4 separate regions of the Mus musculus genome follow, and all the other regions are linked to region 2. A link is a contact called in public Hi-C and promoter capture Hi-C data. All regions are on one chromosome and are shown on one strand. Each heading gives the region's core, a stretch centred on a gene start, on an enhancer-like site or on the middle of the called end of the contact. The rest is flanking DNA. Distances are from core to core; before and after follow the strand shown. Region 1 has its middle 34 kb from the start of Dck. Region 2 holds the start of Gc (vitamin D binding protein). Region 3 holds the start of Utp3 (UTP3 small subunit processome component). Region 4 overlaps Slc4a4 (solute carrier family 4 (anion exchanger), member 4).

Region 1 (7,275 bases), core at 4,307-6,806, 660 kb after region 2:
TGTAGAAGGGAGTCCTTTCTTTCCATCTGGGATGAAGTGGAAGGAACAGACACCACAATTTCAGCAAAGAAGAGACGAGTCCTGGTGAATCAGACTGCAAAATCCACACTAAGACAAAAACATGTGGCTACCACCGTTTTTATCCAAAACCATTGCTAACAGCAGGCTGCCGTTCTTCTATCGAAGAGCAGCCACCTCCCTGTTTTCTCATCAGGTTAATAGGAATCTGGTCTAAAGGCTGCCAACCATGGGCTAAAAGTAGCACAAACATGCACACACGGAGGGTGCCACTGGCTAGAGATCCCCAGATATTTTCCTTCTCAGTTTTGTTTGTTGCAGGTCCCGCTGGTTGAGTTGGAGCCCTATCACTTGATAACTGTGTCAGAGTGGAGGAGTTCCTCCTCCAGTGTCTGTATTCCCAGCCGTGCCTCCTTTCTCCAATCAAGCAACTGGGATAAGTCTCCAACAGAGCTTGTTGTCTTCCCTACCTCTCCTTTTTCTCTTCTCCTCTCCACCCTCCCCTCCCCCTCTCTGTCTTCCTCTTCCCTCCTCTCTCCCTCCCTCCTTTCCTCTCATCTTTCAAATAATAGTTGCCACATCCTGAGCCTAAAACTTTCCAGAAATGGGGTTAGTGAGTGTCTTTACAATGGCTCATTTTAATAGTAAATTAGGTACAAAGAGCCTCTGTTTTGAACAATATGAAGGTTGTTCCAGGGAGTCCATATTTTAGGCAATTCTCTTTCTAGTGAAATACTTCTGCGGTCACTTCTATAAACAGATGAAAACTACTTTGTTTTTCAAAACAGATGCTAGTCGGGGGAATACATGGGAACTCTACCAGCACATCCGTTAACTTTCAGCCTACTCTCCTCTGGAAAGCCACTGCTTCCTGGGTCCCTATTCCCCATCTGAGATGTGAAGAGTCTCAGATGTGATCTTATCAGGATGTCAAAACAGATGACAGGTAACAGAAATTTTTAGTGTTATGTCATAATCTTTTAGCATCCATCAAGTATTTGAGTTAATCTACACTTGTTCTCTATTTAAATCTACTAGAGGCGCTTTTCTTATATCAACTTGGAAAATTTCTATCTATAAAGTATTGGGAGCTTCTTTTTTTAATGTGTGGTGCAGATGTCTGTATATTTTATGTAATTTATGTGTAAATTCTAGGTGCTAAAGATGCAGTAGGACCTCAAAAGGTAAGACCCCTGCTCCAGTGAGCACACCTTCCAGTAGTGAGATGCACATGCACTATAAAAGCAGACCATCTAGATAGACAAGTGGTGAAATGCTGAAAACCATTCTGGAGGGGAAATGATATAGGAAAGGGGTGGGACATAAGTCTACAGAGAATCAGAGTAAATAAATTCTCACAGAAAGGCACATTTGAACAAAAATTTGAAACACTTGAATGTGTAAGGAAGTATTGTAACTTCAGTTCCGTCCTAATAATATCTTCCCTGTGGGGAGCTCAAAGATTATGTTTTCATTTTATGCATGCATGCAGTGTGGGTGGACTCCTTGGGACCTAGCCCTGTCTTCTGCAAAAGCAAGAAGCACTCTGAGTGGCTAAGGCATTGATCTCTTTAGGAAGAAATTAGAGTCACTGAGTCGGAGGAGTTAGGCAATGGAATGCTAAGGCATCCCTTCTGTGGGAATTTAAAGATGAAGACTCTAGAGCTGGAGAGGTAGCTAGGGAAGAAGGGTACTCGGAAGACCTGAGTTTGGATCTCTGGCAGGAGGAGGAGGAGGAGGAAGAGGAGGAGGAGGAGGAGGAGGAGGAGGAGAAGGAGAAAGAAAGAGAAGGAGAAGGAGAAGGAGAAGGAGAAGGAGAAGGAGAAGGAGAAGGAGAAGGAGAAGGAGAAGGAGAAGAAGAAGAAGAAGAAGAAGAAGAAGAAGAAGAAGAAGAAGAAGAAGAAGAAGAAGAAGAAGAAAGAAGGAAGAAGGAAGAAGGAAGAAGGAAGAAGGAAGAAGGAAGAAGGAAGAAGGAAGAAGGAAGAAGGAAGAAGGAAGAAGGAAGAAGGAAGAAGGAAGAAGGAAGAAGGAAGAAGGAAGAAGGAAGAAGGAGAAGAAGAAGAAGAAGAAGAAGAAGAAGAAGAAGAAGAAGAAGAAGAAGAAGAAGAAGAAGAAGAAGAAGAAAAGAAAGAAAGAAAGAAAGAAAGAAAGAAAGAAAGAAAGAAAGAAAGAAAGAAAGAAAGAAAGAAAGAAAGAAAGAAAGAAGCAGCAGCAGCCAGGCATGGAGCTTGAGCTTGTAATTTTAACTACTGTACAAGACAGACAAGGAGTTTTTCTGGGGATTGTCGGTACCAGCCACACCAAGAATTTGCAGCTCTTGATTCAGTGAGAAAGCTTATCTCAAGAGAAGGCAGAAAGTGACAGAACAAGATGCTGTACATTATCCTCTGGGCTCTGAACATGGCAGCCATACATAGGTATGTATAAAATACACGTGCGCACACACACACACAAGAGTGAGAGAGACTCATACTTTATAGCTTTTTAATCTGAAGAAACCTGCGTCCAATACAATTAGGACATAGATGAAGTTAGGTGTAATGGTACCGGAGTCAGGCATGAGGACACAGCAGGTAAAGGCATTGGATGCCAAGCCTGATAACATGTACTCAATTCCCCGGAGCCCACACGGCAGCAGAGAACAGAACCCTGCATCGTGTCCTCTGGCTTCCAACTGCACAACATGGTACACACACGTACAATGTTTAAATTTTCTAAAGAAAGAGATATAAAGGGTAATTTAGGTTATAAATAAAGATGGCACTGCACAACAGTGGGGAAAGTAGTTTTTAAGGAAGTATTGAAACAATTAGAATAGCCAACTATGGGGAGATTTTATGTTATGTCCTTCATGCCAACACAGATTTTCAGTGCATCAAAGCTTTAAACATTAAAAACAAGAGCATAAAGTACCTGAAACAGAATAAATTTATAAACAATAATACTAAGTATATAAAACATGAAAATTATAAATTCAGATATATTCCATACTACTGAAAGAAGAACTGAAAGACATTTTGCATCGGAGAGAAAAGAGAACAACCTTGCACTGTGACAGGAGTCCTGCCGCACACCACTTGGCAAGAGTAAGATGATTTTAAGAGGCTGTATCTTTGACTCAGAAGTTCCGCATCTATGAATTTATCATATACAACAGATAATGGAGAGCGGTGAGAAGAGGGGTGTGTGTGTGTGTGTGTGTGTGTGTGTGTGTGTGTGTGTGTCAGTGTGTGTGCCTCTGTATGTGTCTGTGTGCCTGTGTGTGTGTCTGTGTATATGTGTGAGTGTATGTGTAAGTGTATGTATGTGTGAGTGTGTGTGTATATATGTGATAGAATGAGTGTACATGAGTATGTGTGAATGAGTGTGTGTGAATGAGTGTGTGTGAATGTGTGTGAGAAAGTGTGCATGAGTATGTATTTATGCGTGTGAGTGTATATATTTGTGAGTGACTGTGTGAGTGTGTATTCTGAGTCAGTGTGTGTGTGTGTCTGTGTGCACACATGTGTATGTATTCAGAAGTATCTGAAATACCAAAATAGAACAAGTGGGATACATGTATAAAATTCAATCACATACATACAGCCTTTCAAGGGTAAGACAAACCCACATAGTTTGAAATGATCTCTTAGAGTAATGTGCAGTTACATGGAGAAACAGTGAGCTGCGAATACTGTCATTGGTTATGCTTTGTGTTTGTGGGGGAAGGCTTATACTCATGAATCTTTTGGGTAGGCAACAATGACCAGGAAATTAAGAAGAGATAGTTGATGTTATAGTATGTCCATTTATGGATTTTCTGTTTTATGAAATATGCATATAGTTTCTATTCAATAGTATAGAAAATAGCATTTTGATACGTTAAAAGTAATCACTGTTTGTTGAAATGCCTTTACTGAGCCCCAAACTATGGAAATTGAGGAAATGTGTTTCTTATATTGTTGGATGAGAACATTAAAATCTAGGTGCCAGTCATGTCATTCTACCAAAATTTAACAACATAAACCAGTTACTTTGGAATTTCTATTCGCTCTTTGAGAATTCTATACATGCCTACAAGGTATCTTGCTCATATCCATTCCCACCCATTTCTTCTCTTAGTCCCTTTTCCCCATGAGCTACCTATTTACAGACTGCCTGAAACTTACTCAGCAACCGAGGCAGCAAAAGAAAGCTGTTCATAGCGTAGACAGATCTGTTTATTAAAGATTTCTCAGAACTTTGGCTCTCAGCCTCTTACCCCATACTACACCAAAGCTCAGAGGCCACTCTGTAGCCTGGTCTCTATGGTCCCTTTTTCAGTCGTTCTGACTTGAGTGGGATTTTTTTTCTCTGTTTATGAAAGTATTCGGTAATTGTTTTACATTCTACTCAGAACTTTGGTTGCTTTTTAGTACAACTGGGAAGCCCAAATATCTTCCTCATCATATTGCTAGAAATCAAACTTGTAAGACGGTATCCCTCTTCCATGTTAATCTTAAAAAACAGTCTTTGGCCAGGCAGTGGTGGCATACACCTTTAATCCCAGCACTCAGGAGGCAGAGGCAGGCTGATTTCTGAGTTCAAGGCCAGCCTGGTCTACAAAGTGAGTTCCAGGACAGCCAGGGGTACACAGAGAAACCCTGTCTCGGGGGCCGGGGGGGGCAGGGGGGGATCCAGTCTTTCTCTATGTGGGCTCAGAGTAGTATTATAGTTCCCTTTGCATTGGCGATTGGTCATACAACTTACTTTGCCCAATAAAATGAAAAGAAAAAGATCTATGTCACTTTTGGAACAAAACAAGACTCAAGTGGTAAAGGCAGCTGACCAGGGTTCGATTCTCAGGGTCCATGAGGTAGAAGGAAAGAAGTAACTCCAAGTTGTCCTCTGACCTCGGTTCACATGCCGGGGTACTCACCTGTCCCACCCAACTCCAAAATATATGTGTAAATGTAATTTTTAGATGTTCAATAAAAAAAAAGTGTGGTGATCCTAACACCACCAAGTTACAGTGACAAAACTCAGCATCGTGGCTTTTCTGGTAGCTCACTGTTCCCAGGAAGGTGCCCTTGGGTACCTGTATGGTACTAAAATTATTCTGCTGAGTTATTGTTTGTGTGTGTGTGTGTGTGTGTGTGTGTGTAAAATCTGTTTTATATTCATAGTGCTTGGTTTCATTTGGTTTGTTTTTTGTTTCGTTTTATTTTGGGTTTTGGGTGGTTTTTTTTTTTTTTGAGACAGGGTCTCACTATGTGGCCCAAGATGACATCAAACTCTGGATCCCTGTTCCTCTGCCTCCAAGTACTGGATTTTGAGCATGCACGTACCACCAATCTCAGCTTAAATTCACAATCGTTATATAAATTATAACTCCACTGTTAAAAAGCTAGCCTAGGATTTCTTTTTATCCAGCCGCAACCTACTTGGGCCTACATTATCCACATTCCTCTCCTTCTCTCCCCCACAAGCTCAGAAAATTCCAGCGCCAGACAACACAAACGCAAAGTCACAAGGAAAGCAGAAACACAAATATTTTTAACTAGTGGGAAGATCAAAGAAAAGTCAATAATGAACTGTGGCTTCATCAAACATTTACAGAGAGCACTAAGACACCGAACAAAAGAACCAGTGGCCGAAATGTATATTAGGAAGCATTGTATTTGATTTAGAGCAATTTCTTCTCAAATTTGCAATTGGCCTTTAAGTCATTTAAGTGTAACATTATGTTAAGAAATTACAATGAAAGTTTGGTTCATTGTGGTCTCAGGGAACTGAAATCTGCTTGGAACACATGTCTGAAGTTAGGAAGACATATTCTTTCCTTTTTGTGACCTCTATGTGTTAAAGCAGCTGCCAAGCAGGCTGACAACACCCAGAAAATGCATTTATGTTCCTTTGCACACCAAATGTGCTTGTTGCTGTCAGAAACAGACATTCCTCATCCACATCGCAACCCGGATCGCTCTCCTCTCAACAGAAGTGGACCGCAGGGAGGGTAAAGAGCAAAGGAAAGTCAGGCCAACAGTGGCCTAAGTCAACGACCTCTGGGGAAAGCCCTTTAGATCCTCCTGCCAGAAGCTGCAGTCCAAGGACTGCGGGAAAGCCAGGTTACTGGTAGACAAGCTGCTTCCGAGAGGGCCAGTGGCAGAGCAGAAGGACCTGCCTCAAATCCAAGATCATCCTGCAGTGGACTGCGTGGACAGTCTGCTGAATGAGTTCGCAGCGATACGAAACCATCAATAAATCAGACACCAAAGGGGGGGGGGGAGAACTTGATAGTATTAATAGCAATTATTCCCAAGTTTGTTAACAGCTTTCTTGAAGGAAAAATGACAAAGAAAATGTAGAAATTATCCCAGCCCTTCTGAGGTGTATCTCTCTGGAGTCGTTTCTGTCATGAAAGACTCTTAGAAATCTTTAAACCTTTTTCCGTCTCACTGTGGGGAGGCGCGAGTCCTCTAGAGGGAGGCAGCTGTGAGATTGGAGCAAAGCAAAGCACTTGTATCTAGGGTATCTCATTTTAAAAAAAACAATGCCTTTCACTGGCTATAAATCAGGCGACAATGCCTATCTTAGAAGTTTATTAGAGAGAATACAGATGTTTTTCACCCTGTAACCATTTACGTAGATAAAGTTGTGAGAGAGGCAGTGTTTCCAGGTGGGAAGAAAAAGGCTTTCCATTCCGAGATTCTGGCTCAAACAAATCAAAGCAGTGTCACTTCACCAAGTGAAGTCCTTTGAACCTCAGTGGCCCTATTTAGACTGTTACCAGGATTAAATATTAACATCTGTGAAGGCCGACTCACTTCACAGATACTCAGTAGATGACAATTACCTTCAGAGTCTTCTACTTTCTCATTATTCCCCTTTCATTTATGGAGTTAACAAAAACTGATTACCCGTTATTGACTTATGGTAAAATGGTAACAAAAACCTATAAGCCCCATCTTCATGGAGTTTGCATCAGTAGAGAACACACACATAGGAGAAAAAAAAAAAAAAAACAGAAACAACAATAATGAAAATAGGCCAGCACAGCACAATTTTATAATGTGTGGCAAGAAGGAGCGTATTTGGTGCTGTGGTTAACACAGAAGAGAGACACTTCATTCAGCCTTAGGCCAGAGTTTCGTGGAGAAAACTACAGCTGAAAACTGAGGGAGGAGTTGGAGTCTGCTAATGAAGCGCAGGAGGTCAGGAAATATTTTCAAAGGCCCAGAACTGGGGGAAATTGGGTTTGTCCCTTGTTCTGGGATACAGCAAATTCTCCTTTACATC
Region 2 (7,145 bases), core at 2,540-5,039:
TCTCTCTCTCTCCATAGTTATATCTATATCTACATCTACAATCTATCTATCTATCTATCTATCTATCTATCTATCTATCTATCTATCTATCTATCTATCTATCTATCTTAACTCCTAATGTATTACTGTCAACTCTGTCCTGTCCAGATAGCTATTGTCAAAAAGATGAATGCCAAAAGGTGTTGCTGAGGATGTGGAGAAAGGGGAACTCGTACATACTGTTTGCTGGTGGGAATTGTTCACTAGTTCAGCCATTATGTAAAGTACCACAGAAGAGTCTCAAAACTAAAACTACAGAACTACATTGATCATTGGATCCAGATCTGCCACATCAGGTACACAATCTAAAGTCCTGAAGTGTCTCAAAGAGCTACCAGTACCTCTGTGCTTATTATAGAATTATCCACATTAGTCAAGATATGCAAGCAAGGTAAATAAATCCCCATCCCTGAACAAATGAAGGAAATACACTCACATATGTATATATGTGATTATATATTTATTTGCATATGTATGTACATACAATGTACATCTATGTGAGAAGTGTATGTATGAGAGAGAGAGACAGAGAGATGGGAGAGAGAGAGAGAGAGAGGGAGAGAGAGAGAGAGACAGAGAGAGAGAGAGACAGAGAGAGAGAGACAGAGAGAGAGGAGAAGGGGGAGGAGGAGGAGGAGGAGGAGGAGGAGAAGGAGGAGGAGGAGGAGGAGGAGGAGGAGGAATGGAATCATTTGCACTGTTGATGCCTGAAGGGCCTTGTGCTAAAATTCGGGCATTTATAGACAAACACTGTGAGGTCACTATTACATGTAGAAGCTAAACTAAACCAGCCTTATAGAAATGGAATAGAAAGGTTATGGGTACCAGATGATGGAGTTGGGGGAGGAGGAACTGGGACCAAGACTTTGCTCAAAGGGCACAAGATTTCAGTTAGGTTAAAATAGAATTTAGCAATCAGCCACACTACAAGTGATCATCACTGTTAGTCATTAGGCATTTCTAAATTGCTAACTAGACTCAACACTCTAAATAATAACTTATGGAGTGGTAGATACATTTTAAATGTGGGATATTATTTAAAATATTATTATCCAATTTATCAGTTATCAGACAAATATTTTGATGGCAAATTTAATAGAATACAGGTCACAAGGCAGATGAACTCCCAGGAAGAAGTCATTTCTACTGGAGTAAGGTATTGGGGCATTTCCCTGCAGTCTTTGGCAGCATCAGACGCCAGAGACACTGGTTTAGTTCAGAGTGCAAGACCTGAGAGCCATTTAGAAAAGAGAAATGCAGCAGGAAGAACTAAAGAATGGCCCTGCTGCTTCCTCTCTCCTCCCAGCTTCCCCTGATGAGGACAAGAGTCTACGTTTCCTCTGAAGCTAAGAGAAGGACAGAGAAAAAAGAGAAGCCACTTTTGATAAGATGTTTAAGATTTATTCATTTGAATTTGTGTGTGTGTGTGTGTGTGTGTGTGTGTGTGTGGCATATGTGCAAGTGCCCACAAAGGTCAGATAAGAGCATTGGAGCCATCTTCACTCCTAAATAAATTACCTATATAAAGAACATGCCTGTACAAGTCCACTACCTAAATATTTAATTAAATGTGTATCTCTACAATAAATTCATCAGTTTCTACAATGCTTGTTCTATTACAGGCTCTGAAGTTTGATTTGGTCTCAGTTTTCTTCACATTAGATTTACTACTAACAATTGTCACACAAGGTGTCCTTTAGGCCACTTTTGTGTATTTCTGCTCTACTTTAGGACAGCAGTAGAAGAGTAAGAAGAGACACCAAGGTCAGACTGAAATGGGTGCATTTGTGCTGATCTTCAGTTAGAAAAAGACAGATGCATCCCTGAAAGTTGTTTTTGGCAGCTTGTGTGGAGATTTCTCAAGAATGTGCCTAATTCAGATGTTGCAATTCTTGCAACATGTAGTTTATCATTAAACAGCAAGAGTGTATTTCCAAAACACAGATAGAGCTATAATTTGAAAAAAAAAATAGATATGGGCTAGTCTTAAATTTTGTTGCAAGCACTCATGGAAAACAGTCTAAATGTATCTTTTAAAAAACAAATTATGAGAACATGACTGAGATACTATGTAGATTCTAATGATATTTATAGTGTAATCTTGGCATTAAAAATATACAAACCTGTTAACAATTGTACCAATCTGTGTGTTCTTGGTGGTTTTGATATTTTGAGACATCTGTTTCCAAATATTTGTAGTTAAGAATAAAACTTCCTTTAAATTAACTTTCGCAAGGGAAAGAAAATCATGCAGGCTTGTATTACACATGAAATTAACCTTTACACAGAACGCAGGTAGTGGGTGAGCAGGAAGCTGCCTGTGTGTCTTCAGCAATGCTTGTGGCCTCTGTTGATATCTTCTGCTGTGTGGGTTCCACTGGCTTTTAAAGAAATAGTTCCTATTTAATCTTACACCACTGAACCTAACACCCACTCACTTCCCATACAGTTGTTGATCTGACTAAGCAGGTAACTGTTTACTGTGGTTTGAGATGTTGGTGGACTCTGTCTGCACAGCTAATCTTTAACCACTGAATTGATTGGTAAGGGCATTCTCAGGCACCTATCTTTAAGAGCCCAGACATGGGGTTGAATTTTAAATCTTCAAATGGAATGTAGATTTCCGTGGTTCCTATGCTATCCTCAGATGTTGGAAACATGAGTAGTCAGGGAGAATAACTAGGAGAAATGAAAGAACATTAATGCGTGCAAACATGCATTAGATATCCGGCACATGGTTCATCTTAATCCCACACTAAGGGAAGAGCAATACATACATACATACATACATACATACATACATACATACATACATACATAAATACATAAATAAATAAACAACAAATAAACCAACAACCCCCCCCCTAAGAGTTCACAACTGAACAATGGGTCTAGAGAGGAGAAATAAATCTATATTATTCAGAAATAAGAGCTGGCTAAGACTGTGGTTCCTGAACCTGAGGACCCAATGTCAGTGTAAGATCAATATCTGACATTCTGGGCAAGGTACAGGATTCACATGAGGGAAGACTCTCTTTTCTAAGATAGAGATGCAAGATATCAAGTCCTAAAAGGTCCCTGTGAATTTTTTAGTTATGCTATTATAAAATATGTCAAACACATGGTAGTAGAGGGATCTCTAACTGATCTGCAGTGGTCCTAAGATTTTTACATCACATCGTGTGTGTGAGTGTGTGTGGTGGGTACTCACATGCTCATGTGCAATGGTAAGCCAGCCATTGAAGCTCTCCATCTATTATTTTTCTCATCTCAAGAGCTATTCTAAACATATACTCAATAGTGCACTGTAACACATAGATATAAGGCATGATGTCACCACAATTACCTAATGACATTAAATTCATGGAGTTAGAGAATTGCAATAAATTAACTGGCTTCTTGCTCTTTACTCATAACTTAAAATATCTAATCTGTGATATTTTAAAATAATGCTTATTTGTGTTAGATTTAAAGAGAGAAAGAAAGGGAGAACAGGAGGAAAAAGAAAGGAAGAAACACAGCTCCCAATTTTTCCATCAATACATAGGAGTGGTAGGGAGTACCCAGAGAAGACATAGACATATCTTTTCCTCCATATAGAATAGGGAAGTGTACCCCTACTGGTACATTAAGTAGATGCCATGGAAAAACTGCAGTGGGAAAGTATCCACATGCCTTGGCTTTTCCCAGTGACAAAGTTAATGATTAAAACCTCCCAGACTCTCCTCCATATTCCCCAGGGGTATCTATTTGCCTTATGATGATATTACTATCTATTTTTGGGAACAAGGCTGATTGTCCCTTGCTTCTGGGCAGAGATTAATAATTGATGAGTTTCTAGTTAGGATCGTTTGCAAATCCTGTGCTCCTGCCTTTTGCGTGGTGGCCGGCAGGTGAGAGGAGGTGCTGCAAGACTCTCTGGTCGCAGAATGAAGAGGGTTCTGGTTCTCCTGCTGGCCTTAGCCTTTGGGCACGCTCTAGAGAGAGGTAAGGCTCCTCTTTTCACTAAGAACTATTGCTAATTTAATTTCCCAGTGCCACTTTAAAACTTGAAGAGTAACTAACAGAAGAAATAGTGGATGCTCTAGAAGACAATAAAAGAAGGAACAAAGAGGGATCGATCTGAGCTCAGCTGGGCCATGTAGCATTAGTAAGAAATGCTCCCCACACATAAGAAATAAGTAGCTCACTAAAGATAGAGGCAGGTATGGCGGTGCATGTCTGCAACCTCAGAACACTGGAGGTGAGAGTGGGAGGATCTTGGGATTTCAAGTTTCCCTGGTGAACTGGCTGCATAGGGAGTTCAAGGCTAGTCTGGGCTGCCCGAGACCATCTGAAAACAAGCAAAACAACTCCTAAAAGAAAGTAGGGTTATGTAAGCTTTCAGTTTTCCTCCCCACATTGGATAAGTAAGATCTATAATGCAACCGGGGCCTCTGGTACACAACTAAGCATTTTTATTTCCCAAATGCTTACCCTCCTTGGTATCATCACGATGTCAGTGGTACAAGACGCCAGCTGAGAGAGCTCTTTGATCCTCCTTAGAGGATCGTACTCTTCAGCAGTTGCAAGGAACGAGAGTTTTTAAAAATACCTCTCACACAAAATAAGAAACTTTAGTATCTCTGAAATAAAATAATAAACAAGGTAACAGGGGTGGTGTTTCATGGAAATCACCCTTGCCCTGGGACATTGGCCTTTGCAGTGTTCTGAGGCTTCCGACAGTGCTAGCAGGTCACAGGACATGTGTGTAACTTCATAAATTCTGCAACTGGAAAACTTTCCAGAGATGTTTCCATTGATTTTTTTCCAGATGATCTCTAAACCCTAATTTAGCCTTTTATTGTACAGTTTAGGTGTTATTTTATAGATTTCCCTTTGAATAATTTTCATCTCTGGATTATTTTTTGATGCTTATAAGGGCATCTGCACACACTCTGATTTGTCAAATTAAGATGTTCATTTAGTACTCTTTCTTGACAGCAGCATTCAAACCATTCATGTATATTTATAGTAATAACACATTTAACCAGCAGTATATGCCTCCCTGGGAATTATCACTTATTAATGATGGCAAGAATAAACTCAGTCTTGACTTTATTTCTAATTTATGTGCGTTGGTGTTTTGCCTGCATGTATGCCTGTGTGGGAGTGCCATCCACTAGAACTGGAGTTACAGGTAGTTGTGAGCTGTCATGTGGGTGCTGGGAATTGAACCCTGTTCCTCTGAAAAAGCAGCGAGTGAGTGTTCTTAACCACCGAACCATCTCTCTAGTCCCTGCATTCACATTTTTATGTGAGTTATTTTGTTATTTAAATTATGTTAAATTCATTTTTATTCATCTGCATATGCTTACTACAGCTATAAGTCCTGAGTGGAGACTACCAAATCTTAGAAAAATAGGTACTAGTGAATAGATGAATTATGTAAGCGGTGGTGCCATACGCAGCCCTGAAAGCGCCTTTGTAAGTGTCTGGGGATACATATAACCTTGAGATATGCTACTGAAGCAAGTTCAAACTCAGTCTCCAAAACCAAAAATCCCAGGGTGTGCTAGGGTTGGACTCAGCAGGCAGCCCCTGGGTCAGCTTCAAAATTGCAGACATAAAGGCAGTCTCCCACCTTTATTTCACATTCTCAGCAGCCATAGTCCCAAAGGAAACAAATGAAGCGAGAGGGAAAGGATAGGGGCAGAGAGAGGGGCAGAGGGGAGAGAGAGATCAAATCAGTTCCCTCAAGTCGTATAGCCCGTGTCCTGTAGACCAGACAAGACCCAGAGCCATGTAAAATACATTTACAAAGTATTTGCCAGGACATGCTTCATCTGTGGTTCCCTATTCTACCACACCAAGTGTGGCATCCGGAGCCACAACTGCGTCAGCGGGAGCCATGCTATGATCCGATGGAGTCTGGGCATGCCCCCTGCTGGTTGGAAGTGGTAGAGCACAGACTGAGACTGCAGCTGGCTTCCAGTTCAGAATGGCCGCAAGACTGGCTAGAGAGAGGGTTAGGATGCGGGTTGAGGTGTGGGGTGGTGGTAGTTCTCTATGTCTGACATTCTGAGAGACCTAACAGTTTCCTCAAACACTATTTCAATCACCCTGTGCTCAAGACATAGCTTGAAAACTGTTCCCTCGGTCCAGCATATTTGAGAAAGTAGCCGTTCTTTACTGATTAGCGGTTTACCATCAATGTGTCCACCGTAACAAGGCAATGGTAAGTCCACAAGAAACCCTACTTAAATCAGTTTTTTAAAGACACTTGACCTTTCCTAAGAGCCAGTAATCTGAAGCTGTCTTTTGGAAACTGGATCCAGTTTCCAAACTGGGCCTAAACCCGCTGTGCCACAACACAAAGTTCTCCCTCTTAGGAACTAGGTTTATCTCGGGGAAACTGACTTAGGAAATCTACCAAGTCATAGAAAACCAGACACTTCAGCTGGCCCAAGACGTGCAGAGGCAGTTCTTGCTGGCTGATCCATGTTCTTTCCCAAGAACTGAAACAGAAGCAGCGCTAACCTGCAGCTGACCTTCCCAGGTCCTCTTCCCACACCAAAGTAAGTAAGAGGAACCAACTATTGCTGCAGCTTTACAGTTACTAAGAACATAATTATCAATAGGAAATAAGCTCTTATAGACTACTAAACTGGTTTGCATCCAAGTTTCTGTTAAGTATAACACCAAACTGGGAAAGAAAAATGAAAGATGGTAAAGCTACATTTCCTCTTCTTCTTCTCCTTTACAAAATCTCTCCAAACGAGCTCTCAAGTCAGAAAAGTAGTTACTGCTGTCATCAAAAGAAACATTAGCCTCCTTGCAAACCAATAGCAATGTCATGGTTACAAAGCACAATGCCAGGAGTGCAGTCACCGCTATGTGTATAAGAATTAACATGCACACCCTTTAGAAGACCATGAGTTTCACCTATAATAGGAAGAAGATAAAGAGATCTTTTAACTTAACAATGGGGTCCCCCCCCACTATCTGTTTGTTATAATTATCAACACGAAATGGAGAACTCAGTTTTAGCCCCCATTGCAGTTCTCTAGTGACTGACAGTAAGTGATCAATGAAATTTTTGAATACTGCCACAGAATCTGGGTACC
Region 3 (7,107 bases), core at 281-2,780, 900 kb after region 2:
CACGAATGCCAGAGAGTTCACCACTGTACCGCTGTTCTTCTCTGCGAACTTCACGAACCTGGCCTCGTCGTCGGATTTTGGCTTTTCTGAACTTTTCCCTATGTTTCACTCTGGGATTTCTATCAATCTTCTTTCTCCTGGGTGTAAGTCCCCTATTTTTAGCAATCTGGTAGGTAATGGCTCTCTTTGCATTTTGTTCTTCGAGAGCCTGTTCTTCAGCACTGTTTTCTTCCTTCTTTCTCTTCAACTCTTGCCTGTCTTCCATTTCCTTATAGTACTTGAGAGCAGCCCCATCAAAATCAGGCTCATCAGTCAGGGCAACAGCAGCAGCCTGCTTTACAGACTTGGGCTTGGTTTTGGTTAATTTTGCTTTTGGAGTCATTTCTTTCTTTACAGCACCATCCTTGGCTGTGAGGAGGTGACGGATTTCAGAGGACAGTTTCTGATCCACAACCGACAGCTTGTTGATCAGATTTCTGTAGGTAACAAGCCTTTCTATAACAGGATGTCCATGTGCAGGGACTCTCCGGGCTTTTAAGATCAAATAAAAGCTAATGTTGGCGCAATAGTTCAAGTAGAGATTATACTTAGTCTTCAGGTATTCGCTTCCTCTTCCAGTTGGAATGACCCCTTTCTCCACCAACTGTAACAAGGGTTCTAACTCATCCTTCACCTCTGTCAACTTGGCTTGGAGGTCTTCTATGAGCTCTAAGAGCTCTGGTGATTCTTTCTTCAACATTTTCAGCTTCTCTTTTACCGAGACTTTAGCCAAATCCTTCACAACCCTTGTCTCAGCTTCGTCTACCTGGGGCACCGGCTTTGCAAAGGCCTCCACCCAAGCGACTCCAAAATCATCCTCTTGCAGGGCTTGGGCCAAGCGCCGCTGAATTATCTGTGCCTCCTCCTCTTCTTCTCTTTCCTCCTCTTCTACTTCTTGCTGACTCTGACGGCCTCGGGATTTGGAACCATAGTCCGTATCGTAATAAAGCTTTTTTCTCTGACCCCAGGACAAGCTAGGGTCCACAGAGGCCTCAGCCTCACTCTGCACGGAGCTTCCGCCGTCATCATCCTCTCCAACCTCCTCCTCCTCCGAACTCTCTCCATCTTCGTCATCTCCATCATCAATATCTAGAGGTAGCACCTCTTCCTCCTCATCGCCATCCTCCTCCCCACTCTCGACTTCGTTCCAGCCCTTGGCCAGGACTGCCCGAGATCGCGCTTCATGGAACTCATCTACCTGGTCTTGGTAGTAGCTGGAGTCCCCTGGAGAGGGCGGCAACCCCAAGTCGTCCTCATTTTCGTCCGTGGCGGTGAGACCTGCCTGGGCCCGCACGGCGGCCCACTGAGCCGCTCCACGCCGCCGTGATTTCTTCACCATGGCTCACCAGCGGTCCCGGGTTCCCAAGCGACGCCGCGATTTCCGCCACTTCTGACCTCCGCCCAGAATGATGCCGGCAAGCGGAGGCTTTCAGCACCAGCACGCTCCGCGAACCCAAGTCGGTGACCACCGGAGCAGAGAGTCTGGGAAAGGCCTGTTTCCTTCCGCTCCCAGGGTGCTCTCCGCGCAGCGCGCGCGCCTAAACTTCCGCTCCCCCCCCCCCCCCCAGCGTAATCCCGCCGCCGTGTCTTTTTAAAAACCAGTCGGTTCCGGCGAATGAAAACTTCCGGGTAGGAACGCTAGGCCAAGGATATTTCCGTTCCGCGGATCCTTTTGTGGCTACTTCCGAGCTCTCTCTCTCTCTGGTGACTTCCGGCGTGAAGCCGGAATCCCGCCAGGGACGCCGCGAGACAGCCCGCGGCCGACAGAGGGCGCGGGGCATCTACGTTCCCACGCGTCGGCAGGGCGCCCACTGGGCCACGCTAGATAGTTGCCCAGCTCACGGTTTCGTGTTCTCCGTTTGCCAGAGTGGAAGTTAGTCAGGGTTTTGTTTGTGTTTTGTTTAGTTTTGTTTTTTGTCTGTCTTGACTTCTGAAGCCGGGACTCGCCATGTTGTCAGCCTCAGCCTCCCGGATTGGTGCTTTTCTCTGTTTTTGCCTGGGAGTTGCTACCGTAGGCGCCGCGTTTCCGGGCCCCGCGCGGCGAGTCTCTGCTTTTAGGCGACCCGAGAGAGGACTTCGGGGTTTTTTGGGGACGATGTAACCGGGAAGAGTAAAAGACGCGCGGTGTCCTTCTACTGGAATAGCTTCGCTTTTCTAGACGTTCTGGAAAACTGTGAGGCTGTCAGCCGCGGACAGCCTCCTATGTATAGAATTGGGTTGCAACATTTAATGATTATTCATTGTTGTGTTCTTCAACATTGATCAAGCACCAAACTTCCGTGGCAGCGTTTTAGGCAGAGATGGGGGGGGGGAGGGGAGGGGAGAATAAAGGAAGGAAATGAGCAAAATAGATTTAACAAGGGAGGGAGGGGAGAGGAGAGAGGAGAATGAAGGAAGGAAATGAGCAAAATAGATTTAACAAGGGAGGGGAGGAGAAGAGAAAGAAGAGGGAGAGGGGAGAGAGGGAGAAGGGGAGAAGAAGTGGGGAGGAGGAAAGAGGAGGGAAGAGGAAGAAGAGGAAAAGGAAAAGAGATAAAGGCCAAAATAGGAGACCTTGTGGTTTAGGAGGGCGCACGGGTACACCAAACAGAAAACTCAGTCAAATGGGAGAAGTGACATATGGGTCTAAGAGAATCGAACTGGTGTCAAGCTTAGTAGACAGGGCTACCACCTAAGCTATCTCAAATGTATGACCTTTTATGTCAGCTTCCTTATTTAAAAGGATATACAAAGTCGTGATTATGCATACCACATGGGGTCTTGTCTTTTTTTTCTTTTTTTTTTTTTTCCATTTTTTATTAGGTATTTAGCTCATTTACATTTCCAATGCTATACCAAAAGTCCCCCTTACCCACCCACCCCCACTCCCCTACCCACCCACTCCCCCCCTTTGGCCCTGGCGTTCCCCTGTACCGGGGCACACAAAGTCTGCGTGTCCAATGGGCCTCTCTTTCCAGTGATGGCCGACTAGGCCATCTTTTGATACATATGCAGCTAGAGTCAAGAGCTCAGGGGTACTGGTTAGTTCATAATGTTGTTCCACCTATAGGGTTGAAGATCCCTTTAGCTCCTTGGGTACTTTCTCTAGCTCCTCCATTGGGAGCCCTGTGAACCATCCATTAGCTGACTGTGAGCATCCACTTCTGTGTTTGCTAGGCCCCGGCATAGTCTCACAAGAGACAGCTACATCTGGGTCCTTTCGATAAAATCTTGCTAGTATATGCAATGGTGTCAGCGTTTGGATGCTGATTATGGGGTGGATCCCTGGATATGGCAGTCTCTACATGGTCCATCCTTTCATCTCAGCTCCAAACTTTGTTTCTGTAACTCCTTCCATGGGTGTTTTGTTCCCACTTCTAAGGAGGGGCATAGTGTCCACACTTCAGTCTTCATTTTTCTTGAGTTTCATGTGTTTAGGAAATTGTATCTTATATCGTGGGTATCCTAGGTTTTGGGCTAGTATCCACTTATCAGTGAGTACATATTGTGTGAGTTCCTTTGTGATTGTGTTACCTCACTCAGGATGATGCTCTCCAGGTCCATCCATTTGGCTAGGAATTTCATAAATTCATTCTTTTTAATAGCTGAGTAGTACTCCATTGTGTAGATGTACCACATTTTCTGTATCCATTCCTCTGTTGAGGGGCATCTGGGTTCTTTCCAGTTTCTGGCTATTATAAATAAGGCTGCTATGAACATAGTGGAGCATGTGTCCTTCTTACCAGTTGGGGCTTCTTCTGGATATATGCCCAGGAGAGGTATTGCTGGATCCTCCGGTAGTACTATGTCCAATTTTCTGAGGAACCGCCAGACTGATTTCCAGAGTGGTTGTACAAGCCTGCAATCCCACCAACAATGGAGGAGTGTTCCTCTTTCTCCACATCCTCGCCAGCATCTGCTGTCACCTGAATTTTTGATCTTAGCCATTCTCACTGGTGTGAGGTGGAATCTCAGGGTTGTTTTGATTTGCATTTCCCTGATGATTAAGGATGTTGAACATTTTTTCAGGTGCTTCTCTGCCATTCGGTATTCCTCAGGTGAGAATTCTTTGTTCAGTTCTGAGCCCCATTTTTTAAGGGGGTTATTTGATTTTCTGAAGTCCACCTTCTTGAGTTCTTTATATATGTTGGATATTAGTCCCCTATCTGATTTAGGATAGGTAAAGATCCTTTCCCAGTCTGTTGGTGGTCTTTTTGTCTTATAGACAGTGTCTTTTGCCTTGCAGAAACTTTGGAGTTTCATTAGGTCCCATTTGTCAATTCTCGATCTTACAGCACAAGCCATTGCTGTTCTGTTCAGGAATTTTTCCCCTGTGCCCATATCTTCAAGGCTTTTCCCCACTTTCTCCTCTATAAGTTTCAGTGTCTCTGATTTTATGTGAAGTTCCTTGATCCACTTAGATTTGACCTTAGTACAAGGAGATAAGTATGGATCGATTCGCATTCTTCTACATGATAACAACCAGTTGTGCCAGCACCAATTGTTGAAAATGCTGTCTTTCTTCCACTGGATGGTTTTGGCTCCCTTGTCGAAGATCAAGTGACCATAGGTGTGTGGGTTCATTTCTGGGTCTTCAATTCTATTCCATTGGTCCACTTGTCTGTCTCTATACCAGTACCATGCAGTTTTTATCACAATTGCTCTGTAGTAAAGCTTTAGGTCAGGCATGGTGATTCCACCAGAGGTTCTTTTATCCTTGAGAAGAGTTTTTGCTATCCTCGGTTTTTTGTTATTCCAGATGAATTTGCAAATTGCTCCTTCTAATTCGTTGAAGAATTGAGTTGGAATTTTAATGGGGATTGCATTGAATCTGTAGATTGCTTTTGGCAAGATAGCCATTTTTACAATGTTGGTCCTGCCAATCCATGAGCATGGGAGATCTTTCCATCTTCTGAGATCTTCTTTAATTTCTTTCTTCAGGGACTTGAAGTTTTTATCATACAGATCTTTCACTTCCTTCGTTAGAGTCACGCCGAGATATTTTATATTATTTGTGGCTATTGAGAAGGGTGTTGTTTCCCTAATTTCTTTCTCAGCCTGTTTATTCTTTGTGTAGAGAAAGGCCATTGACTTGTTTGAGTTAATTTTATATCCAGCTACTTCACCGAAGCTGTTTATCAGGTTTAGGAGTTCTCTGTTGGAATTTTTAGGGTCACTTATATATACTATCATATCATCTGCAAAAAGTGATATTTTGACTTCCTCTTTTCCAATTTGTATCCCCTTGATCTCCTTTTGTTGTCGAATTGCTCTGGCTAATACTTCAAGTACTATGTTGAAAAGGTAGGGAGAAAGTGGGCAGCCTTGTCTAGTCCCTGATTTTAGTGGGATTGCTTCCAGCTTCTCTCCATTTACTTTGATGTTGGCTACTGGTTTGCTGTATATTGCTTTTATCATGTTTAGGTATTGGCCTTGAATTCCTGATCTTTCCAGAACTTTTATCATGAATGGGTGTTGGATCTTGTCAAATGCTTTTTCTGCATCTAACGAGATGATCATGTGGTTTTTGTCTTTGAGTTTGTTTATATAATGGATTACATTGATGGATTTTCGTATATTAAACCATCCCTGCATCCCTGGAATAAAACCTACTTGGTCAGGATGGATGATTGCTTTAATGTGTTCTTGGATTCGGTTAGCGAGAATTTTATTAAGGATTTTTGCATCGATGTTCATAAGAGAAATTGGTCTGAAGTTCTCTATCTTTGTTGGATCTTTCTGTGGTTTAGGTATCAGAGTAATAGTGGCTTCATAAAATGAGTTGGGTAGAATACCTTCTACTTCTATCTTGTGAAAAAGTTTGTGCAGAACTGGAGTTAGATCTTCTTTGAAGGTCTGATAGAACTCTGCACTAAACCCGTCTGGTCCTGGGCTTTTTTTGGCTGGGAGACTATTAATAACTGCTTCTATTTCTTTAGGGGATATGGGACTGTTTAGAAGGTCAACTTGATCCTGATTCAACTTTGGTACCTGGTATCTGTCCAGAAATTTGTCCATTTCGTCCAGGTTTTCCAGTTTTGTTGAGTATAGCCTTTTGTAGAAGGATCTGATGGTGTTTTGGATTTCTTCAGGATCTGTTGTTATGTCTCCCTTTTCATTTCTGATTTTGTTAATTAGGATTTTGTCCCTGTGCCCTTTAGTGAGTCTAGCTAAGGGTTTATCTATCTTGTTGATTTTCTCAAAGAACCAACTCCTCGTTTGGTTAATTCTTTGAATAGTTCTTCTTGTTTCCACTTGGTTGATTTCACCCCTGAGTTTGATTATTTCCTGCCGTCTACTCCTCTTGGGTGAATTTGCTTCCTTTTTTTCTAGAGCTTTTAGATGTGTTGTCAAGCTGCTAGTATGTGCTCTCTCCCGTTTTTTCTTGAAGGCACTCATAGCTATGAGTTTCCCTCTTAGAAATGCTTTCATTGTGTCCCAAAGGTTTGGGTACGTTGTGGCTTCATTTTCATTAAACTCTAAAAAGTCTTTAATTTCTTTCTTTATTCCTTCCTTGACCAAGGTATCATTGAGAAGAGTGTTGTTCAGTTTCCATGTGAATGTTGGCTTTCTATTATTTATTTTGTTATTGAAGATCAGCCTTAGTGCATGGTGATCTGATAGGATACATGGGACAATTTCAATATTTTTGAATCTGTTGAGGCCTGATTTGTGACCTATTATGTGGTCAATTTTGGAGAAGGTACCATGAGGTGCTGAGAAGAAGGTATATCCTTTTGTTTTAGGGTAAAATGTTCTGTAGATATCTGTCAGATCCATTTGTTTCATCACTTCTGTTAGTTTCAGTGTGTCCCTGTTTAGTTTCTGTTTCCATGATCTGTCCATTGGTGAAAGTGGTGTGTTGAAGTCTCCCACTATTATTGTGTGAGGCGCAATGTGTGCTTTGAGCTTTACTAAAGTTTCTTTAGTGAATGTGGCTGCTCTTGTATTTGGAGCATAGATATTCAGAATTGAGAGTTCCTCTTGGAGGATTTTACCTTTGATGAGAATGAAGTGTCCCTCCTTGTCTTTTTTGATGACTTTGGGTTGGAAGTCAATCTTATCAGATATTAGGATGGCTACTCCTGC
Region 4 (6,998 bases), core at 2-2,501, 530 kb after region 2:
AAGCATCCTGTTGTCTCTTGATATATTTTCTAAACCTAGATATCGAAGCTTGTTCCAAAAATTATATGCCACATGTAAAGCAAAAGGGAAGCAAGAAACCCAAGAGATTGGAAGGGAAGGTAAAAAGGTCAGCACCCAAGCCCTCCGGCCAAGTTGAGAAAACAACCCAACCCCACCGTCTGAGCACGGAGTGGGGGTCACGCTGGGTGCATTCCTTGGCTCTTTGGTGCATATTTCACATTCCCGTCAAGACTATACATAGCAAGTCATCAGAGCCTCGTTTTCTCTGACGGCTCATACAGAATGCCCACAAATAGGCCTCTTCTCTGCCAAAAAGGAGCGAGTGAAACAGGGCAAAAGCACACAGCCTGGCGGCGTTCCTCTTCCTCAAGAGCAAAGTCATCCTGATGCCTTTGGCCTTCTGCACGGGGCAGAGGCAGTCCCTCCTCTTTACATGACAAATATCAGTTATTCAGCCTTACATTTCTTAGCAGTTGCTGGCTATTATTAGTAAGACAGAGAGAGATACCATGTAAAGTGGCTGACCTAACCAGTTCCCCCCTCCCTCTATAAATCACTAGGAAGAAATTAACTCATCCAGTCCGTAATCAGGCCCCCAAATCTGTCCTTTAAAATGTCCTTCGCACGTGCCCTGCATTTGCTGAAATCAGAGAAGGAAGCATACTGTTGCTCACATAGCCAGCGTGAGGCAAAATGCAGAGTGGCTCTGGAAGCTCCTTACCAGCCTCAGGGGTGAGGGAGGGCAAGCTTCATATCACATGGCCTCTGATTGGAGAAGTTAAACCCCTTCTATACAAGTCCAGACCCATGGTGAGGGGAAAAGGTGGGGGGAGGGGGTTCTAAATCTCCATTTTTCTGGGATAGCAAAATGCTTTAACTGGAACCCATGTCAAATCATCTGCCAAATGGGCAGGTTCTCACCAGCCGGTCCTAATCACGGAGCAGGCCTGTGAGGGTGACTTAAGTCCGGCACGAGAAACATTTGTGCAAAACTGTCAGCCACTAGGCCCAGAGCACCCATCCACATTCCAGCCCTCTGAGATCCCACCCCCCCTGAGCCCTTGCCAACTGCCAACGTGCTCGCAGACTAGTACTCACAGCGCAAGCAGCTGCCACTCAGCCAGTCAGCAAGTGGCAGGCCGCCAGCGCACAAGCTTCAAGAGCACCAGCCTGCTAGTCCCAGGGCTGTTAAAGGTTGAAGGTCTACGGGTATGCTAGCCTTTAGATTCGCCTCACTTGCCCTCCTGTCTCCCTCTCCCATGCTTCCCTATCGCGCCTCCCACGGTAGCAGTTCACTCGTCTCTATGGTAACAGCATCTGGTTTCAGAGTTAGAACTTCATGCAGCACAGTTCTCTCTTAGCCTGGGGCTTTTGCCAAGAGGTGCACTAGCAAAAAGGCTGCTGCCTGAGTTGGAGCCACCTGTTTCCCTGTCACCCCGGGAATGACAGTTATGCTGCGTGTCCTCGGATTGTGGCATCTATTTTGTGGAACGAACACTTTAACCTCAGCATGCTCTCCACAGTATAGAGGGGCTGTGCTAGAGCTGGCAGCCAGCGGTATCCAGAGCCAGCCTATCTCCCCCACAGTCTCTGTTGTCAGGGACTTCTGCCTGCTTCCAGAGGTGGCACCAGGGAGCAGAATGACTCCGGCTGTCAGCATGTCCAAACTAGAGTTTGACATCACTGGTTCAATCAGTGCACGCAGCTTCAATTTTATTAGTTAACCTTGTATTTAAACATTATATTCTATCCTCGCCATTTGGTTTGTTGATGACATCCAATGAACCCATCACCTCTCCATTTATAGAAGCTTTTCTGTACCCAGCATATGCTAAACAATTCTGCACTCACATGCCCTGAGGCACAGATATGTATAAAACGTGGAAAAATACCGAGAGTGAAGACTTTTATATCAGCCATTGCTGTTGTGGTAATTATGAACAGTGTTGCTGGGGAATTTTGCTTACAGTCTAAAGGTATCACAAAGCTCAAACCTCAAAACTAGGCTCTCCCGGCTCTTTGGCTGACCTTAAGTCAGATAAAAGATAGAACATAGCACACCACAGATTTCTACTCCAGAACAGCACAAAAATGCCTAAACAATGTTCCCCTGTCCTCCTCACTTCTAAGAGGTAGAGAATCATTCTTTATTATAAGCTCGCTGCAAACACGATGTTTTCTTTTGTTTTTTGTTTTTTTGTTTTTTTTTTAACCAACAGCATTTTTATCGGTGCTTTTGTTACTTTGTAAAATGTGCTGTCCGTATTTGCGAGGTGTATATAAAGAGCAACATACAGCTGTCAGAGTCCTGGGTGACAGAGCCATCTCAGCTCTGTAAAGTGCACTGCCATCTTTTGGCAACATGTGTTCACTACAGCCGATGGATGGCAAGAGGAGAAGGAAGGAAAGTTTGTAACCATTCCCTTCCCAAGTTCACAGAGGTCCCTGGGGGGCCTTGTGTCCCCACAGGAAGTGAGGAAGAACAACGGTGGTCACTGGCTTAACCATGCACAGTGCTGAAGCTCTGGAGAGATATATTAAGAAAAGGAAGAGAGAGATCGGCACAGCAAAGCTGACAAACGTGGTTGATCACAGCTTTGTCTCCCACAGACCAACAGGTCACATGTAGAGTAAGCCGCCCTCCCAACTCAGGAGCTCCCTAATCAGCCTGGTCATTGACACAGGCCGAGGGCCAGGGAAACGTGGCCCCACATGAAATCAGATTTTAGGCTAAAGTAAAAGTAAAACTGCAACCCAGAGCAGGAGCATGCTGCACATAATTCTAGACTTACAAACTGCCTTACAAGTTCCTTTGTACTCTTGGACACTTGTCCCGGAGAAATGAAAGCTTACATTCATACAGAAACCTGTCTGTGAGTGTTCATGGTAGCTTTATTCCTAATAGCTAAGAACTAGACCTGGCCCAAGTACCTTTCTATAGGCAAATGGTTATGGTTTAAAAGCTATAGTTCATCCATATCATGGACTATGGCTTAGTGGTAAGCAAGGAGAAGCCACTGATTCACACACTAAAACAATGTATCTATAGGGGCTTATGCTAAGACAAAGACTCAGATGTTGTACAATTCATTTACATAACACTTCTGGAATGACAGCTTTTCCATATAAAGGACCCGACCTGAAGTTTCTTGGGATTAGAGACGGGAGTGTTGGTGGCTATGAATGAGTGGTACAGCAATGGATGTGGTCCCAGCTTAACTCTGCATCTTATCCTCCATGGTGACAGGAACATGGATCTACACAGATAATAAAAACATACAGACTGCAGACAGAGAGAGGAGAAGACGAATAAAACTGGGTAGATCTGAAGAGTTCCTTGAACTCCAGAAGTGGAAATACAAGTTATGCTATAGTTTTCTAAAGCGCTAATCAACATGGAGCAAAACTGGCCAAGTGTAGGGTTTGTCCTCCAAAAGTAATTTCTCTATTTCTCCTCAGCTATGCCTTCCAATCTACAACTGAGTCAAAATTCCAACTAAGATGTATTCACTTATCATCCTGGACATATTATTTTGCTTGGTGGTTAGGTGCAGATGGAATTGAGCGACACTGAGCGTAACCTCTTTAGTAACTGTGTCTTTGGACAGTGAACAAACCCCATTCAGCATCTCTTTCCAAGAAGCCTACAGCAGTTCATGCTGGTTAAATAAGTCCCTGAAATAACCAAGTCCAATTCATCGTAATGTTCCTACACGAAATTTGTAGGAACCAGATAAGATACTAAGATCTGAATAATCCATAAACCAAGGGCTAGAAATCCGTCCCAACGAGAGTTGGTTCGCATGTGTGCCTTTGAACTCTCCCCTTGAATCTTCTCCAAGTTGGGGCAGGGCCTCCCAAGCTCTGTGCCCAGGTTGCCACCTGAGCTCTGACAGTCTGGACCAGACTATTTAACAAAAGCCAAGGCCTGAAATGGCAAGAGGTCCATATGGGCTCTAGGGATAAGAAAGCCACTGGGATCCAAAGGGAGAGTCCTCTGCAAGGACATAGCATGCTATCGGTGAGACTGCTGGGAAGGACACCCATGCTAACCAGAGAATGACAGCCTGGTGCTGAGGACATTCCCCGGACTCAGTCTACACTCACGTTTAATGTTTAATGGGCTTCCTGGGTCTCATGTTGCCTGAAGCACCTGCTCTTTCAATGTCTTCTTAAGATTTTTCCTGCCAGGCAGAAGACAGAGGCTTCTCTCTAAACCCTTAACTCTGAACTGTCTCTCTTCGAGGAGTTTGGGGTGGGAATAGAAAGGTCCTAAGATAGGAGTCAGGCAAGATGACACAGGTAGTACTGCTCCACGAGAGAAGTTAGGGCCAAGCACAGCAGTGGACATGTCCCTCTACTGTCCCTTCCTCCTCTTCAGTGGCCATTCTCCACAGCCAGTAGCCAAGGAAAGAAAAGAGAGAAAGGAAGCTACCACGTATAATGATGGGGAAACAGATAGGCATAGCTGCAAGCCCATCATGTGAAGAAGGCACCTTCCAGTCAAGGGAGCTCTCTACAATGCTAGTCTTAAAGCAAGAGTGGATGGTGAGCTTCCTATCTCCCCACACCAGTACGTTCCAGTTTGTGCCACTGGCATCCGAAGCTTTCCTTCCCAACCCACTCATTCATAAAACAATTTAGCATCTACCTCCTTTTGAGTATCATTCATTGGTTCTTCTTTATAAGGACCTTCCTGTTGACTATAAGCTACTCAACCCAGAAGAAGAGGCTCAGCAGACATACACACACACACACATACACACACACACACACACACACACACACACACACACACACACCTTAGCTACTGCCTTCCCTAGCTTGCATGGGATGTACTTCTCTAATTAGCACATCAGATACCCAGAAGCCACATAAGAAGTCAGCGCGAGGCTCAGCCCTGCTCCTCAGACCTGCAACTGGACGAGTTAAAATCCCACAATGTGTACAAATACACCTACCAAGAAGCTACATGGCAGCTACTTTGCAAGTAGGACAAAGAGTTGACATGCCAAAGTAAACCTTAAGCTCTAGACATTTCAGCTCAGTCCGTGATTAGTTATTTGTAGTAGATAGGCCACTGGCTGCACCAATAAGTAAATGCCATATCACATTGACATTCATGTCAGTCTATGATTCTATCAACATTTACTTTAGATTCATGGATATTAACCTCAGGTTAGATTCAAGATGGCAGATGGGTAGGGACTCAAAAGCAGGGATTTTTTTTTTCAGGACACCAGGTTGGGAGTCAGCCACATGGCACCTGATCCGGTATAGCCTCTGCCCTGGTCACCTCTGACACACAGAACTGACATCAGCAGAAGTGCTTCCCCTCCCCCACTCTCACCACTATTGCAGCTCTACAGTTCACATCTTCCATCCCGAACAACCGACAGACTGGCAATAGCATGGCTGCCGGCATTCAGTGAAGCTCTTAATACGTTCCAGGCAACATGTTAAGAATTATCCATGCATTATTTCAATCTGGACACTTGCAGTTTGTCTGACTGACTTGTATAGTGCTGATGGAGCAGATATTAAGAACATCCGAGCTGTTCGTTCCTTTAACCAGTTGAGTATTAAATGTGGTTAGCATATGAAATAACGGGTTCTACTATGGCATCGTCATACACATAGATGTCCATCCTTTGCTCTGATTCCCTCCCCCAAGACGAGATTTCCCCATAAAATAGAGACAGCAGGGGTAGAAGTGAAGACCAAGTAAGGGTGCCTCTCGGCTCTCAGAGGGTCTCTACAATTTACGTACGTGGCATGCTATATTATTCAATCACTTCTGAAAGGCTTACCTCTCCTCTATACCTTATTTTCAGTTAGTTCCTTGACAACTTCCTACGTGTGTTGATAACACTCAATCCCACCTCCCCCAACCCTTCCCAAATCCACCCCTTTCCTACCACTCAGCAGTTGGTCTTTCTCCTCTTTCCATCAAGGTCAGTATGGGCTGCCCAAATAGTCTTGGATGTGTGGCCTTCTACTGGAGTGTGCTTGACTCTTAGGAAAAGAAGCTGTCCCTCCCCGTCTCAGCATCTAATTGCCAATAATAGCTCCTCGGCCAGGGGTAAAACTTCATGCCCACCCCTCTCTGTGCTGGCGTGCGGTCTGACTTTGGCTTCCGAGGGTCTGTGCATGCCGTCACACCCACTGTGAGTTCATGTGTGCAGCTGGCCTACTGTCTACAGAAGACAGTGTCCATCCCACCCTCTTCCATAACAACCTCTGAGCCTCTGGAGGGGTGGTGCAGTATATATATGAACATCCTTCAGTCTCTTGCTCTCCGCAACTTGGCCAGTTCTATGTCTCTGTTATTTACCATCTACTGTAAATAGAAGCGTCTCTGATGAGAGATGAGAGATTCAGTCATTTCTAGGTCTAACCATAAGTCATTAGGAGTTTCTTTAATAATACATCTACTTGGCAGAGTAACGGAGATGTGTCCTCACCTGAGCTCTTCTCATCTACTGGTTCGCATCATTTTGCAAGTACTTACCACTTACCAAGGTCTGTGACAAACACTGTACAAAGTGCAACATTACTATCGAATTCAATCTTTATAGAAATCCAATTTTTATACACCTGTATTATTTTCTGCACTCTTCAGTGTATATTTACACGAAGCGTCATTGTACCATGTCTATACAGCATGTAATATCCTTTGAGTGTATCCACTCCTTCTTAGGACTTTTCTTCATCCCCTTCTCACCTTGCCTTTCCCCTCCACATCACTACTTGTCCCTCCTCTGCTTTCTTGTTCATTCCCCACGCCCAGTTCTACATATGCATACAGGTGTGAGATTCTCACCCTTGTGAATCTGGCAGATTTCACTTGATAAGATCTCCAGCTCCACCCATATTCCCATAATTAATGTGATTTTGTTCTTGTTATAGCTGAATATAACTCCATTGTGTCTATATGCCGAATTTTCTTTATCCATTCATCTGTTGATGGGCAGCTA

What was found. Promoter capture Hi-C pulls out the DNA fragments that hold promoters and counts their contacts. A called contact is a pair of places that touch in the nucleus more often than the background predicts.
Region 1: a Hi-C map of liver shows a contact between it and region 2, with 2.6 times the contacts expected there. The contact joins the enhancer-like site here to the promoter of Gc in region 2. A contact is called at or near these places in 13 of 39 promoter capture datasets (the 3T3-L1 cell line, 3T3-L1-derived adipocytes, the C10 cell line and 8 more), 2 of 484 Hi-C or Micro-C datasets (liver and myeloid progenitors), 3 of 115 datasets of contacts at active chromatin or transcription factors (embryonic stem cells and hepatocytes) and 1 of 9 other capture datasets (embryonic stem cells).
Region 3: a contact with region 2 is called in a promoter capture Hi-C map of liver, with 4 times the contacts expected there. The contact joins the promoter of Utp3 here to the promoter of Gc in region 2. A contact is called at or near these places in 2 of 39 promoter capture datasets (hippocampal neurons and liver) and 1 of 115 datasets of contacts at active chromatin or transcription factors (embryonic stem cells).
Region 4: a contact with region 2 is called in a promoter capture Hi-C map of liver, with 2.5 times the contacts expected there. The contact joins the enhancer-like site here to the promoter of Gc in region 2. A contact is called at or near these places in 8 of 39 promoter capture datasets (the 3T3-L1 cell line, embryonic stem cells, frontonasal cranial neural crest and 4 more), 2 of 484 Hi-C or Micro-C datasets (both in liver) and 3 of 9 other capture datasets (embryonic stem cells, liver and pancreatic islet).

The regions. Positions count from the first base shown.
Region 1 is chr5:88,795,587-88,802,861 of GRCm38.p6, reverse strand. It overlaps a transcript of Slc4a4 not described here. Among named protein-coding and RNA genes, the nearest start is that of Dck, 34 kb to the right of the region's middle. Within about 2 kb of position 5,556, at least 8 of the 459 cell types and tissues checked have an H3K27ac peak or open chromatin away from gene starts, as enhancers often do. A contact at or near this core is called in hepatocytes and liver, where this site is marked.
Region 2 is chr5:89,454,542-89,461,686 of GRCm38.p6, reverse strand. It overlaps Gc (vitamin D binding protein), which reads left to right and starts at 3,789. Exons shown (of 13, transcript NM_008096.2): 1 at 3,789-4,026. The coding sequence starts at 3,969.
Region 3 is chr5:88,548,885-88,555,991 of GRCm38.p6, reverse strand. It overlaps Utp3 (UTP3 small subunit processome component), which reads right to left and starts at 1,530. Exons shown (of 1, transcript NM_023054.2): 1 at 1-1,530. The coding sequence starts at 1,378.
Region 4 is chr5:88,924,089-88,931,086 of GRCm38.p6, reverse strand. All of the region lies in intron 1 of Slc4a4 (solute carrier family 4 (anion exchanger), member 4), which reads right to left. Among named protein-coding and RNA genes, the nearest start is that of Slc4a4, 40 kb to the right of the region's middle. Within about 2 kb of position 1,251, at least 131 of the 459 cell types and tissues checked have an H3K27ac peak or open chromatin away from gene starts, as enhancers often do. A contact at or near this core is called in liver and pancreatic islet, where this site is marked.